2 separate regions of the Mus musculus genome follow, and region 1 is linked to region 2. A link is a contact called in public promoter capture Hi-C data. All regions are on one chromosome and are shown on one strand. Each heading gives the region's core, a stretch centred on a gene start, on an enhancer-like site or on the middle of the called end of the contact. The rest is flanking DNA. Distances are from core to core; before and after follow the strand shown. Region 1 has its middle 26 kb from the start of Rergl. Region 2 holds the start of A830011K09Rik (RIKEN cDNA A830011K09 gene).

Region 1 (3,708 bases), core at 416-2,915, 1.1 Mb after region 2:
AATCAAAAATCGGTGGATCGAGATGCATTAAATAGTATCACAGCTAGACCTTAGGTAGGAAAGTGAACAGAGTTCAGACACAGAACAGAGTACAAGCGTTCCTAAAGAGAACAGGGCTCCACGTTACACTCTCACACTCCTCATGGAATCTGTTCCAGCAAAGCTGGGAAGCACTGCATAAATGCACAAGTTCTTCCTGATGGAAATAGGTCCATCGGCTTGTGTGCTAAAGCCTGACCTCAAGCAAAAAAAATAAATAAAATGACACAGAAAGTGCACACGCATAGCAAGTGAGAGCATAATTACATACGTATCACCCGAGAAGGTGAAAGCTCCTGAAAATAACCCTTCCCATGTTAAAAAAAAACAAAAACAAAAACAAAACAAAACAAAAACAAAACAAAAGCATGTCAGATTAGTAAACTGGATTAAGCAATCTGGAAAGCTATGTTTCCCATTAAATATATCATGAAGGTGTGTGAAATTGCCAATGTGAGAGCTATTCAAGGAATGCTCTCTGTCAAAATAGGTCAAGTAACTTGCATAGATGAATCTCTTGCTTCCAAAGCCCCTTTAGAACAACAAAGAATTAGTGAGCATAATATTCTGAACAACATTAAGTGGGTAACATTCTTTAAATTTCTATTCGTGCTAAGTGAATATTCTGGGGGAGAAGAAAAAGTATCATTCATTGTACAGTTGAAAATTTAATTGCCCTCTGTAACTTTCCAGCTCTGACCTTATGAGGAATTCATGCCAACTGTATTCTGCTGTTTCTCGACTTTCTACTAAATGAAAAAATTAATTCAGTGTTTTAAATTCAACAATAAGGAGTCTGGACAAGTTCTTCCTCAGTGGTTAAGAGCACTTATTGATCTTCTAGAGTACCCAGGTTCGATTTCCAGCATACACAGGCAACTCAAGGCCTCCTGTTTCTACTTCCAGGAGACTGATGCACTCTTCTGGCATATGCAGTCTTTTGTGTGCATGTGTTGCACATTAGCCTGCACAGGGATATACATAATAATAAACAAATGAATCTTTACAAAATACATAGTAAAAGTAGATGTTTTTGTTAATGAAAGAGAGAAAGCTTAAAAATGTAAGACAAATAGTTGAATAATTGGTGATCAGCATTCCCCCAGCGCAGATCACTAAATTCTAAAGGTAATATTAGAGCCATGTGTTATGCAAGATGTTAAGCAGATCAGACAGACACTGAAGAATGTATCCCTGTAAGCGCTGGGTCCTGAGATAACCCTCTTCACTCTGGCAGACTTTAAGTTAAAGTAACAGCCCTCCTCAACATAAAATATGTAAAAATGTAGTCAGATCCGGAGTATGTATATGCAAAAAGGATAAAACTCATCATGACTCAACATCTGTAAATGTAATATGATAAACACAATATATACCCATTCTCTATCTCTATCTATCTCTATCTCAGTGAGTGTGTGAGTATGTGGTGTGCGTGTGTGTGTTTCACAGAATTTTCAAGCAAGGCTTCCTAGAATTGGTACTTAATATAAGTAGCTTTATTCATCTGAAGAAGCCAGAGAAAATTGCAAACTCTCTGGGTAAGTGAAGTTGAGAGAGTAAGGCGCTGGGCCATGGAGCAGCCTGGTTCATCTCAGCTGCAAGCAATTTTGTGCTATTGAGAAGGAAAAAAAAGAAAAGGAGGCATTGAGAATGAGATTGGAAGACTGGCAGGAGCAGGCTCTGGAGCGAGCCAGTGAATGGCATTTAGGAGCTTATGATTTAGAAGGTGATGAGGAGGTGCCTGCAAATTTTAAGCATGAAAGCTATAGGCTCGTATTAAATTTGTAAAACCACAACTCCAGCATGAGTGTCGAAAATGGATTTAGCACTTCTGTTTCCTGTAATCTGGTAGACTGGGAATTAACCCAAACAACTGTCTCTCTGGACGCAGCCATGATTGAAAATAAAATATACTAAAAACTACACTGGAAATCTCCCTATTATTCAAACACATTGCTAAAGAGTGAAAATGTTCGTTGATGCAGGAAAGGATGGACTGGGGGTGGGTTCAGTCCCTGCAGTGCTCACTGGGCAAGCACAGGGCCTAACTTTGACCTCAGTGCCCACATGAAAGTCAGGATTTCATTTGGATATGGAGACAGGTGGATCCTGGGGACTCACTAGTTATCTAGTCTTCACTATGTTGTGATGCAGGCCAATGTTAGGTCAAGTCACAAAAAATAAAAGATAAGACAGCAGCTTTTCAATGATATCTGAAGTTGATCTTCGGGTTCCAAATGAGCCTATATATACCATAAACACTGTTTTTAGCAATGTTTTGTATACTAGTGATAATTTTAAGAATAAAGATGTAGCAATTTAAGTTACTTGGGAAATATTTTCTGCCCACTAATGTTGTACTCATTCACATGAGCTAGCCACAGAAAGTCTTCCAGATGAGCTTCAACAGTGTTCTATAGCTCTTGATTCTTTGATACTATAATGAAAAGAAGTCACAAAACAGCAAAAATTAACTAGCCAGATCCCATATATTAAACATAAACTCCCCATTATCTATGCCAATGAGATTTGAGGGCTATTATGAAACATTGTGTCACTAATAACAGAAGCTCACTCTAGAAATGCATGTTTGATATTTAGAATTGAAAGCCAGATGTAGGTAACTTTCAAATAGTGATAATAAAAAGCCTGAAATGAGAGAAAAGTGAGAGAAGGAGAGAGAGGGAGGGAAAGAAGTAGGGAGGGAGGGAGAAAAGAAGATGCTGGCAGATTCCAAGGACAAACACATCTAACCCTAGAAAAGTTCTTTCTATAAAATAGAGAGGGTAAAATAATGATTCCAGACAGTTAGTCAGCTATGGAGGAGGGCTGTTCCAGGACACAGAAGGTACTGTGTTCCATTTTGAGCTTATCAGTGGATGGTTTTAAAAGTGTGGTGAACAGCAGGTGGCTTCTTCAGATTCCACAACCCCATCTGGTAATAGTCTCAGCAAGGTTCACCCCCATAGGCTCCCATAGGTTCACCCTCATAGGCTCCCAGAAGCTATTTTGAGAGGTGTAAGATGGAATCTCAGAGGTCACCTCCTGTAGCCAGACAGGATTTCCAGCGGAGCGAGAGGGACATCAACCCACCTCAAAAGCTTCAACCCAACATCTGTCCTCCCTACAAGATGAGCAGAGACACAGATGGAGCAAAGTCTAAGGGAACAACCAACCAATGACTGTCCCACCTTGAGGCCTAGCCTATGTGAGAGAGTCAACCCCTGGAATGATTAATGCTACTCTTGTATAACTGCAAACAGAAGCCTAGCATAACTCTCCTGAGTTCTGCAGCAAATGGAAAGAGATGCAGAGACCCACAGTCAGACATTAGGCAGAACTCAGGTGTCTTGTTTAACAATCAGGGGTAAAAGTGAACCAGCCGGAGGGGTCATGGAGACTACAAGAAGATCTACAGAGTCAACTAACCTGAGCCCAGGAGGCTCACAGAGACTGAACCACTGACCAAACACTACACAGGGGCTAGACAACGCCCCCCCTACTTCTAGCCAATGAGAAGTTTCAGGTGGATCCTAAACAATTGGAGCAGGGCTATTTCTGACTCTGTTGCCTCCCATTGGATCATTCCCCTTACCTGGACTGCCTAGTTGGGCCTCAGCAGGGAAACATGTGATTTGTTCTGCTGAGACTTGATGTCCCAGGATTGGG
Region 2 (3,628 bases), core at 668-3,167:
GAAAGTGCCTCTGTGATAGAAGGTAACCTTACCAAAACTTTTCTCTTGTTTCTGCATGAGTTGACTGAGGCGTGCCTGAGTCGCTGCAGCTTCGCATGGAGCACCAAGCCCGGAGGCAGAGAGTAGAAAAGGGAATCACTCGGATCTGGGGCCCAAGCGTGGATCTGGTGAGCAGCATGCAGGGCCCAGGATCCACTATTGTGAAGCCACTTTGGGAGCTGGGGTCTAGTGGCTAGGGAGGCAGGCAGTGGGGGAAGGGACGAGGGAGCGTGTAAAATGATGGCGAATGACAAAGCCACATGCTTCCCTCACTCTGCCTGTAATCCTAAAATCCCAGCGGCCCCTTTTAGCTTCCTAGTAACAAATGGATTTGATTAAACCGTCACACGCAGTGTTAGCATAGCATATCGTGTTCGGTATGAAAAAGATCATAAATCTGACTTGTGTTTCATAACAGCAATCTGAGTAGCCCCGGTTAAAATGTGCTGAATCTCTCTCTCTCTCTCTCTCTCTCTCTCTCTCTCTCTCTCTCTCTCTCTCTCTCTCTCTCTCCCTGTTAAGATGCAGACACTTGGGTACAAGGAACCTATGTCCACTGAACACGACACAGTCACTTTTGCAACACACAGAAGCAGTGTTTTGATATTAAGGTTGCATTGGGAGAAGCAGGGGTGTAGACAAAAACAAGGTTGTAATTTCAACTCTTTCTTGGGGGTGGCAGGCATACATTTCATCAAGCAGGTGTAGAAAGGTCTGGGAAAATACCCAAGACTGATATCACTTCCCTTAGCCTGGTAGCAACACCCCGCCCCCAACCTTTGCAAACTGTCCCAACCCCTCTTCCAGAGTCAGGGTGTGCGAATGTTGCAGCTCCCAATGAACTTTGTCTATTATGCACTAGACTCCTACTTGAGATGTTGCGTCGCGCTGCAGCCGCGCGCTCCACTCTCTTCCTCCGGCATCCACGTCTTCCGCCCCACATCTATTTCATGTCTCATCACAAAAATAATGATGCCTCCCATGATTTAAACAGAACCAAACAAACACAAAACCCTCTCTGCAGACCTGCAGCCCGGTGAAAGTTGCAGTGGTGGTGGGGATGGTTCGGGTGCAGCTTTACTTTATGCCTTCTTGGGAGAGGATGGGGAAGAAGAAGAAAAAAAAGCCACCCAACATCCGCACACGCACGCGCGCACCAGCAGACATACACAGCACAAATAAGCCGACGCGTGAGTACACAACCCCTGACTTACCTTCTCAATTAAGCGATACAGGGGAGGGTGTTCAATGAGCCCAGCGGCTGCTTGGTAGCGCTTCTCCTTGGGAAAGGTCAAAAAGAAACATTGTTTGAAAAAAAAAAAGGAAAAAAAAAAACCGGGGGGTAGAATCTCTCTCTATATATTTTTTTAAGTTTAAAATAATGAGGTCCTCCAGGATCCGCCAAGTACCAGTGTGGACCGCATGCGAGCCACAGGTGTCCTTCTTTTAGGCAACTGCAGTCCGGGGGATGTCTCTCTTGGTCCTGGCTCCTGACAACTTACCCCAGCAGTGTGCGAGGAGCCCGAGCTGAAGGAAGCCCTGGCTCTCAGCCGCAAAATGCAATCCCTTCCCAGCCAGACATAATACAGCCCAAGAAAAGGTCACCCAGTTATTACAGCGCCTCGGAGCCCAGGCAGCGCCTGTCAGATCCACAGTGAAGGCAGCTCCCTTCCGATTTAAGAGTATTTACCTCTCGCCCCCACCCCTCCCTCTTCTCTCTCTTCCTTCTCTCCCTCCCTCTAGCTGGCTCCCTTGCTCGCTAGCTTGCTTGAGCTCTCTCTCTCTCTCTCTCTCTCTCTCTCTCTCTCTCTCTCTCTCTCTCTCTCTCTCTCTCTCTCTCGCTGTGTCTCTGCTGTCTGTTCCGCAGCTCAGTCAAGTACAGCCGCCCTCGGAAAGTGCAAAAGCAGCCACGAGACAGATCCAGGCTTTGTTGCTAATTTCCCAGGGTGAAAATTGACAAGCCTGGGAGTGCAGTCAGCACAACCCATTGCATATGCTACTGACAAACGCTGGGGACATCCCCTCCCACCCATGCCTATCACACAGAGAATGTGACCTCTGCAGGACTGGACTCTGGAAGGACCCTACCTCCAGGACTCGCCCACAAGAAGAACTGCAAAAGAGCTCCAAAGGAGAAGGGTAGGGCTTCCTAAAATAACGGGGGCATTTTGGAATAGGATGGGGACTATGAAAGCAAATTGCCCTCTAAATCTGTTACTGACAGTGCCAGTGGAGGAAGTTAAAATAAAAGCCAAGGAATCAAAGTGCTACCAGGGAACACTGGAAAACTGCACAGCCCTCCTTTTAGTAAATGTCTGGGGGTGTCTGCAGTTTCCAGGGCTATGAATTCTGTTTAGAAACTCTCTGAAGTCCCTGTGCAGAATGCCTTGTCATGTAAACTCAGGCCAGGCAGTGCCACACACCCTTTCCTCTCTCTCGAATGGCCCCAGGAGTCAGACTGTGAACTTGTACCCCATACCAGGTGCTGAACCCAAAGTGGCCACTGAAACACACTTACTACAGATAGGTGAATACTTGACTTTGAAACCTGCTTCAGTGTTAGTCCCCAGGAAGCTGAGCCAGACTTCCAGGACTAAGCCGGTCCCCTGGCCACTTGCCCACCTACACCCTGCCTTCATACACTTATTTTAAGGCCTGGGTACATCCTTTTATTTTTGCCTCTAAATTTTTCCCATTACTCTTAACCTCTTCCCTGCACTCCGATGCTCTATAGGTCACTGGTAGCTTTAAACCATCTCCTTTTTCTAAGTTTTTAAACTTCAGCTATCGCCCACTTTGGTGTCTCTATCAAGGTCCTCTCAGCATCTCTCACAAAGCCTTGTCAAAAGGTTAAGCTTAAAAATAGTGCCAGTTTGAATGACACTGGATGTGATGCTCTCAGTGCCAAGACAGGATCAATTGTTGAACTACCCACCCACCCCAAAAAAACACTACCCACAAAACACCCTTCAAACAATACAGAAAAACTTTGCTACTTCTGTAACATCAATTTTAATATCTATCTATCTATCTATCTATCTATCTATCTATCTATCCGATCTATCAAATTATATATATATATATATATACATATATATATATACACACACACACACACACACACACACACTAAAGCAGTCCCCCTTGAATATTTATGTTAAATTATGCTTCCCTATATCCAAAGTCCTGGCATAGCCGGTCTAATTTATTTTTTAATCCCAACCTTCAGAAGGCTCCTAAGAAAATAGTAGGTGGCTTGCTTTCTTCTCCCTTTCAAAGACAACAAAACTCAGAACTAACCTGAAAAATACCGAAATTCACAGACAGGAAGATTACTGAGAACCCCTTCAGCTGTTCAGTCTATAAGCAGACTTCTTAAGTTTTGGCTTTTCCTGGCCCTAGTACTCAGGCGTGCGCGCACGCACACACACACACACACACACACACACACACACACACACATCCACACAGCTCCCTGCTTGTCCTACCCCACCCTCCAGCCAGATCTACTCTGAAAACACTCTGGTGTGTGTGTATGTGTGTGTGTGTGTGTGTGTGTGTGTTGCCTGTTATCTTTAGCAGCCAATGT

What was found. Promoter capture Hi-C pulls out the DNA fragments that hold promoters and counts their contacts.
Region 1: a contact with region 2 is called in a promoter capture Hi-C map of second pharyngeal arch cranial neural crest, with 3 times the contacts expected there. The contact joins the enhancer-like site here to the promoter of A830011K09Rik in region 2. A contact is called at or near these places in 2 of 39 promoter capture datasets (cranial neural crest and second pharyngeal arch cranial neural crest), 4 of 115 datasets of contacts at active chromatin or transcription factors (SST interneurons, astrocytes, embryonic forebrain and 1 more) and 3 of 9 other capture datasets (adipose tissue, embryonic stem cells and liver).

The regions. Positions count from the first base shown.
Region 1 is chr6:139,526,021-139,529,728 of GRCm38.p6, forward strand. No RefSeq gene overlaps it. Among named protein-coding and RNA genes, the nearest start is that of Rergl, 26 kb to the left of the region's middle. Within about 2 kb of position 1,666, at least 4 of the 459 cell types and tissues checked have an H3K27ac peak or open chromatin away from gene starts, as enhancers often do. A contact at or near this core is called in second pharyngeal arch cranial neural crest, where this site is marked.
Region 2 is chr6:138,421,188-138,424,815 of GRCm38.p6, forward strand. It overlaps A830011K09Rik (RIKEN cDNA A830011K09 gene), which reads left to right and starts at 1,918. Exons shown (of 4, transcript NR_126073.1): 1 at 1,918-2,178. Lmo3 (LIM domain only 3) reads right to left here and starts at 1,843. Exons shown (of 4, transcript NM_001356306.1): 1 at 1,254-1,843.